Linked DNA regions of Mus musculus: region 2 is linked to region 1. A link is a contact called in public Micro-C data. All regions are on one chromosome and are shown on one strand. Each heading gives the region's core, a stretch centred on a gene start, on an enhancer-like site or on the middle of the called end of the contact. The rest is flanking DNA. Distances are from core to core; before and after follow the strand shown. Region 1 overlaps Pgm2 (phosphoglucomutase 2). Region 2 overlaps Gm3716 (predicted gene 3716).

Evidence for each region. Hi-C and Micro-C count contacts between places; a contact is called where the count stands out from the background.
Region 2: a contact with region 1 is called in a Micro-C map of the G1E-ER4 cell line. The contact joins two enhancer-like sites. A contact is called at or near these places in 1 of 39 promoter capture datasets (pre-B cells) and 1 of 484 Hi-C or Micro-C datasets (the G1E-ER4 cell line).

Annotation. Positions count from the first base shown.
Region 1 is chr5:64,101,200-64,104,477 of GRCm38.p6, reverse strand. It overlaps Pgm2 (phosphoglucomutase 2), which reads right to left. Exons shown (of 14, transcript NM_025700.3): 4 at 1,540-1,624; 5 at 1,018-1,101; 6 at 571-764. Among named protein-coding and RNA genes, the nearest start is that of Pgm2, 9.9 kb to the right of the region's middle. Within about 2 kb of position 1,642, at least 74 of the 459 cell types and tissues checked have an H3K27ac peak or open chromatin away from gene starts, as enhancers often do. A contact at or near this core is called in the G1E-ER4 cell line, where this site is marked.
Region 2 is chr5:64,599,647-64,602,924 of GRCm38.p6, reverse strand. Gm3716 (predicted gene 3716) reads left to right here. Exons shown (of 4, transcript NR_045078.1): 3 at 776-943. Among named protein-coding and RNA genes, the nearest start is that of Gm3716, 9.4 kb to the left of the region's middle. Within about 2 kb of position 1,829, at least 122 of the 459 cell types and tissues checked have an H3K27ac peak or open chromatin away from gene starts, as enhancers often do. A contact at or near this core is called in the G1E-ER4 cell line, where this site is marked.

The sequences.
Region 1 (3,278 bases), core at 393-2,892:
CTGAACAAACAGGCACCATAGCACTGCATGACCACAGTTGGGTACCGGGGATTAGAACGCAAGTCCCCACACTTAGGTAGCAAGTGCTCTTGCCCACTGAACCATCTTCCCAGCCCTGAAAGTATTTTTTAAATACACATATATACATATAGTTGTATCCATACAAGCATATATATAGACACAGCTACAACTGTATATATATATATATATATATATATATATATATATATATATATATATATTTACAACACTTCAAACTTAGCCCACCGTGGGTTGGCCACCTGCTTCGGTAAATAAAGCCATCTCAGTGTGGCTTGCCTGACTGGTCACTTGTGCCGCTTGTACACTAGAATAGCACATCTGAGGAGATGAAGTCAGGCTCTGTGTAGCCAGCAATGCCGTGAGGATTTGTTACCGGTTTCTTTAAGAAAAGGTGGCCAGCTCTGCTGCCGCCCCATACAAATGCAGCTAACCATGTATGCACCAGGCAGAGGGGATCAAATCAAAACCCAGACATTGATAGAATTCGGCTGAATCACATTAGCTGAAGTGAAGCCACGGCCCAGTTACCTGTGAAAACAGTATTTTTTAAGGTCTTCAAAGTAGTCATTACCGATGGACGCGCTGGGGTTGTGAAGAAGGGGACTACTGTCAACCAAAGACTCCTCCCAAGCCTGAGGCCAGGGCTCTAGATTTTCCTCAATGGCCTGAGAAATGCCGCGATCGTGGGGAGAGATGATCTGAGCTCCGTTGTCCCAGTAGACCTAGAGAAGCCAGGAATGCATTTAGCAGGTTCAGGATGCAGAGCACCCACTCCCGAAGAACACAGGGCTGGGGTTCCACTGTGTGAGGAGAGAGCGTGTGTGGGGGTTGGGGGGGGGCTGGGAGGGGCTGGGGTTCCACTGTGAGAGGAGAGAGCGTGTGTGGGGGTTGGGGGGGGGGCTGGGAGGGGCTGGGGTTCCACTGTGTGAGGAGAGAGCGTGTGTGGGGGTTGGGGGAGGCTGGGGGGGGGGTTACCTTATAGCCATTGTCCTGCTTTGGATTGTGCGAGGCAGTGATCATGATGCCTGCGCAGAGTTTCAGGTGCGACACGGTGTACGGCTAAACCGAGCAGGAGACGGTTCTTAAGAAAGATTAGGCAGAACGGAAATGCCCACCGTACGTTGTTTGGAGCCATTCATCCTCCTGTATCACCCTACTATCATGCCAGGCCACTCAGCATCTTGTGTCCCATTTCAGTACCATGCAGTATCCCCCTCGTCTGTGGTTTTGCCCTACTCTGTCTCAGTGACCCGTGGTCCAGGAAGATGTGTCTTAGCTCTTTCAGCAGGGCCCGCACTCATTTAACTTCCTGACAGGACACTGCGACAACTCTTCCATTTTATTATTAGTTACTGTTGTTAGTCTTTTATATCCTTGACCCATAAATTAAGCACGCATTGGTACAAACAATGAATTAAGCATTGGCCGTGAGCTGCTTGACCTTCTATATTGTCTGCAGCCCTCTGACAAGTACTTTGAAAGGAAGCGGTTACTTACCACAAAGGGGGTGGGGGTTATATCAGAGAAGAGGTATACAGGAACACCCTGGGTGATAAATGCAGTCGCAGCCAGCCGGGCAAACCTAGAAATGCAGAAACAGGGACAAAAAGGAGAGAGTCACAGTCAGAGCTTCCCGTGGCAGTGTGAAACAAGGAACAAGCTGGGGTGGAACCCAGGGCTTCCTGCGTTCTAGGCTAACCCTCCATTAACAAAGCTGCAGCCCTGGCCCCGGCATTCAGTAGTGAAAGGAAGAGGAAGAACACCGAAGCTGAGACAGCCAGAGTCCTCTCCTCCCCTCTTTAGTTTAGGATAAAGGCCTGAGGTCACCTTGTCACACGTCCAAGGCCACTGTCCTCAAGGATACTGATAATGCCTAGGACAGTCACCACAACAAATGGTCCAGCAGCTGTGACATCATGTGTCACTATGCAGAGGCTTAGGAGCCCCGATTTATACTGTCATAATTCAGTACACACCTCATATGGACTCTGATTAGGTGTTGTTTTATTTAAATATAAGATGTGTTCTTATGTGTGTGTGCATAGCAGAGACAGGAACCACAAACCAAAAAGAACTGGTAAGTGCCAGTCACTTCAAGCAAATGCCATCCATGGCTCCAGGAGCAGAGCAAGGACTGTCCTGTAACCAACAGTGTTAACCTATCTGAAAAGCACAGTAGTATCAGCTATGACAGGTCTAAACCAGGGTTTACAGTATATGGGAACCAAGCCCGGTGGTGAGCGCCTGTAATCCTGCACTCTAAGAGACGAAAAGAGAATCATGAATTCAGTACTGGTATGGGCTACTTAGTGAGAGCTGCTCTCAGAATTGACAAGATAAAGCAGGGGAAGTTGTACCCAGGCCTTACACAAGTCATGTGCCTTTTCATATAGGTGACTCGTACAGTGAGGGGTATCTTAGAAAAGGTCTCTGCTGGGTACCGAGGTTCAATTTTAAATGTTTCCTACGTTGTTTGGGGGATTCAAATGGTAAACACCGGATCAGCGTTCAAACAACTGCTGCCCCTACTGCCGTCACTATCTTCAGCACCACTCTGTTCAGAATTACGCGACCACAGTTAACCAGGAGTCCAGTTGGTCTGAGACTGTCACAAAGCTACACCCTGACAAAGGTGTCTGTCAGGAAAGGAAGAGGCAATGATGCCTATAAATAGCAGAGGAGAATTACATGGAATCGAGTGAGACTCCAGTTTAGATAATTTTTTTCCCCATCATTTTTGTTTGTTTTTTGAGACAAGGTCTCTCTGTATATCCTCCTTGCTATGTAGCCGAGGCTGCCCTTGAACTCAAGAAGTCCTTCCACTCTGTTTCCTGAGTGCTGGGATTAAAGACCCAGGATAACCTGTCTTTTTTTTGGGGGGGGTGTGGGTTGGGGTCAGAGTTCAACTCAGGGTTTAGCCCTGGGTATCCTGGAACTCGCTTTGTAGACCAGGCTGGCCTCAAACTCACAGAGATCTGCCTGCCTCTGCTTCCCCAGGGCTGGGATTGCCCAGCCTTAACCCATTTCTTTTAAGAGCTAAGTAATTATGAGTTTAAAGTCAAGTCATTGAAAAAAAAATCAAGGGGCTGGAGAGATGGGTCAGGGGTTAAGAATATGTACTATTCTTACAAAGGCTTGCAACTGCCTATAACCCCAGCTAGAGGGGATCCAATATCTCTGGCCTCTGTGGGCACCTGCACCCATAGGCAAATATCCACATGCACACACACATATTC
Region 2 (3,278 bases), core at 580-3,079, 500 kb before region 1:
GGTAACCACAGTGCTGGGGAGGGAGAAGGGAATAGACCCCTGGGGGCTACTGGCCAGACCACCTAGCCTAATTATTGAGCGCCTTGCCAATGAGAGGCTGCCTAAAAAGAAGGGGATGGGGTTGGGGTGGTGATGGCTCATTAATTAAAGTGTTTGTCACTCAAGCCGAACGACCAGAGTTCAGATCCCCTGAACCTACACAAATGCTGAGCAGGGCATGAGGGGAGTGGCTCCACTGGAATTCCAGTTTTTGGAATATGGAGACAGGGGAGCCCTGAAGCAAGCTAGCGAGTGAGAGAGACTAGTCCTATGGGTGTGCGTTGGGGCCAGTTGAGAGCCATGTGCCAGTCAGCTGGAGATGGATTGAGGAACCCCAGACTCACACCCATACATGCATATCACAGACAGACAGACAGACAGTCAGACAGACACACTCCGAAATAAATAAGGAGGGGAAAAGATTGCCCCTGAGGAACAACACTAGAGGTTAACCTCTGGCCTCTACATACCTTGTGTACATGCATGTACGTACACACACACACACACACACACACACACAACCTATTCTGTGGCACTCAGTCATAAGAGCTGGACTAGATAGAATACTGCCTCTTAGTAGTCACCCATCAATATCTAGAAGCTCTCACACTCCCACCATACACACACACACACACATACACACACACCGCCCCAGCACCAAAACAAACAAAAAACAAAAACAAAACAACAACAACAACAACAAACCCCTCAAACCACTGTCTATTGTTCCTATCAGCCCTCGCTAACCTGAGTGATTCTGAAACTACACAAGCTGCATTTGGGAGAAGGAGAAGTGTCTGGGAAGGGGCCCCGAAGAGAGGAAGAAGAACAGACGGAGACCAGGGGGAACTGGGAAGGAGCAAGTGCGGAGGCGATCCTGAAGCTGCTGAGGAAGGAAGATGGGGTGAGACTGGAAAATGAAAACAGACATGCAAAAGAAGCTGGAAGGAGTGGTGGGTGAGATGTATGTAGACCCAGGAGGAAAAGGGAGAAAACAGAAATGAAAAGCAAGCCAGAAGTGGTGGGCTTGAGAGCAAACTTCTCCCTCCAGAGCTGCGGCAGGACAGGGTTGACCTTGAAAGGTCAGGGGTCACCTGTGGCCGTCTGTCTGCACCCCACACTGCTGCACGCCAGTGGGGGCTGCACCCATGAGATGAAGGAGAACAGTTTGGCCATCTGGTCAGGGCTGCATCTTTCCCCTGCCTCCACACAAAGTGGTAGCTGACGTTGCTGCTTCCCATAACCCATGATGTTCACAGACGAAACTCAGAAGCCCCTGGTCACTCTCAGGCCTGTTCTTGTGATTGAGCCAGTTATCTCGAGGAACAAGAGGAGAGGCGTGCGTTTGTAGATAATCTCTTGTTTAGGGTGAGGCTTATTGTCTAGATTAATGTGTAGAGTCGGTTGGTACCGTTGACATTTTCACTGACAGATCTTACTTGTTAAGAGCTTAAGGGTGTGTGTGTGTATGATGTGTAGCTAAGTGATAGGAATGGAGAGAGAGTTCTAAAATACGCATAGATAGAAACCATACATGTTAAACATGAGTGTGTGATATGATCATATACACAAGGATACATATACTCCCATATAATATGTCTAGATTCAGAGTTCCAGGAAACTTAAGAATAAATGTGCTCTTCATTAAACCCCAGATTCCCATTTTAACTTCTATTTTTTTCCCAGAGATTTATTTATCTCTATTTTATGTGTGTATGTGTGCCTGCATGTATGTCTGTGCATGTGCAGAGTGCCCATGGATGCCAAAAGGCATAAGATGCCCTAGGACTGGAGTTAGATGGTTGTTAGTGTCAGTGTAGGTGCTGGGTACTGAGCCCAGGTTCTTCAGGAGAGCAGTCAGCAGCTCTCAACTGCTGAGCCGTCTCTCTTTTTATTTTAGAGGAGACCCATGTAGCTAAGCATATTACCAGCACTTGGGAGCAAGACTATGAGTTCAAGGACAGTCCAGGTTACACATGGAGTATAAAGCCGGGGGAGGGGGAGGGGAGACAGAGACAGAATGTGAATATGAGATGCATTACTTAGTTCTTAGTTGATTAGCTGAGACCATACTTACAGGCCTTTGTTTTTATTTTTAACCCTTTCCATGGACTTTTGCACACATATAACCATTCATTTGTGCAGGTTTTATCCAGCCAGTTTTTAAGAAAGACGTTTCGACCATATGGCTTTTAACTGTTCTTCCTCAAACTCTGTCTGGTATGCTGATATTCCCAGGGGGCTGGGTTTAGCTTATCCGTCCCCCTTCTTCTGAGCTGACACTGGGTGGTCCTCCAGCCGTGTCTGTCCTTGGGGTATCAGCAGCAGCTCTGGTTTGTGTATTTCACACATTCCCCTTCTCTACCCCAGTCCAGGAAGCGAGATCCCACCCTTGGCTTCCTTTAAAGCAGTTGATTATTTTTCCACAGAGATGGCATCCGTGCGTTATCTCACCTGGACATCAGATCTATGTCCAGATGGGCAAGCAACCTTTTATTTGTTATTATTTTAGATTTTTTCATCTTTAATTTATTAGATCTTAATTTTAGATCTTTAAGGATGTGATCTGCTACCTTAGCATCCCCCCACCCCCACCCCCGACCAGCTTGGGGAGCAGAAACCTTCACAGGCTTCACAATCGTCTGCTTCCTGCCTTGCTCACGAAGCCTGAGCAGCCGCCAATGAGGGTCTTAGACATTTGCTCCCTCGGTAGCTCAGCCCAGATGGTTTGTTTTCATTCAGCGTTTCTACTTCCGGTTTCTGATTCTTGGCCGTTACATCAGCAAGCAGCGCACCCGTAGAATCTGAGTGTATGTAGGGTTCTCGCTTTAGCATGTCTTCCAGCTGGCCCCTTTTGTGTTTCTTCTGTAGAGAACAGCTCTTTTTCTCTTGAGGAAAGGAAGGAAGATTTTGCAGTAAGAAGCTGGAAAAACTCCCCACCGAGTCCTGAGTAGCGGGGCCCTCTCTGAGTGCTGTGCCACTCAACCTGAAAGGCAAGGGCTGGTTGCCCCCAAAGGAAAGCTAGAGAAGAGAGAAACCCAGGCTTTTTAAAGGTTGATTTCTATTTCCTCTGCCCTGAACTGGAGGGCAGAAGACTGCAGTTTTCATCATAAATTAGACTTCATTTAATAAGTGCTCGCATGGATCTTAGCCTATGTACAAGACATGACTGCTTTGCAAGCTCCTCACGTTAATTCCATGTCAGAGTTACCTTCAAGAATAGTGCCAATCTCTGTATT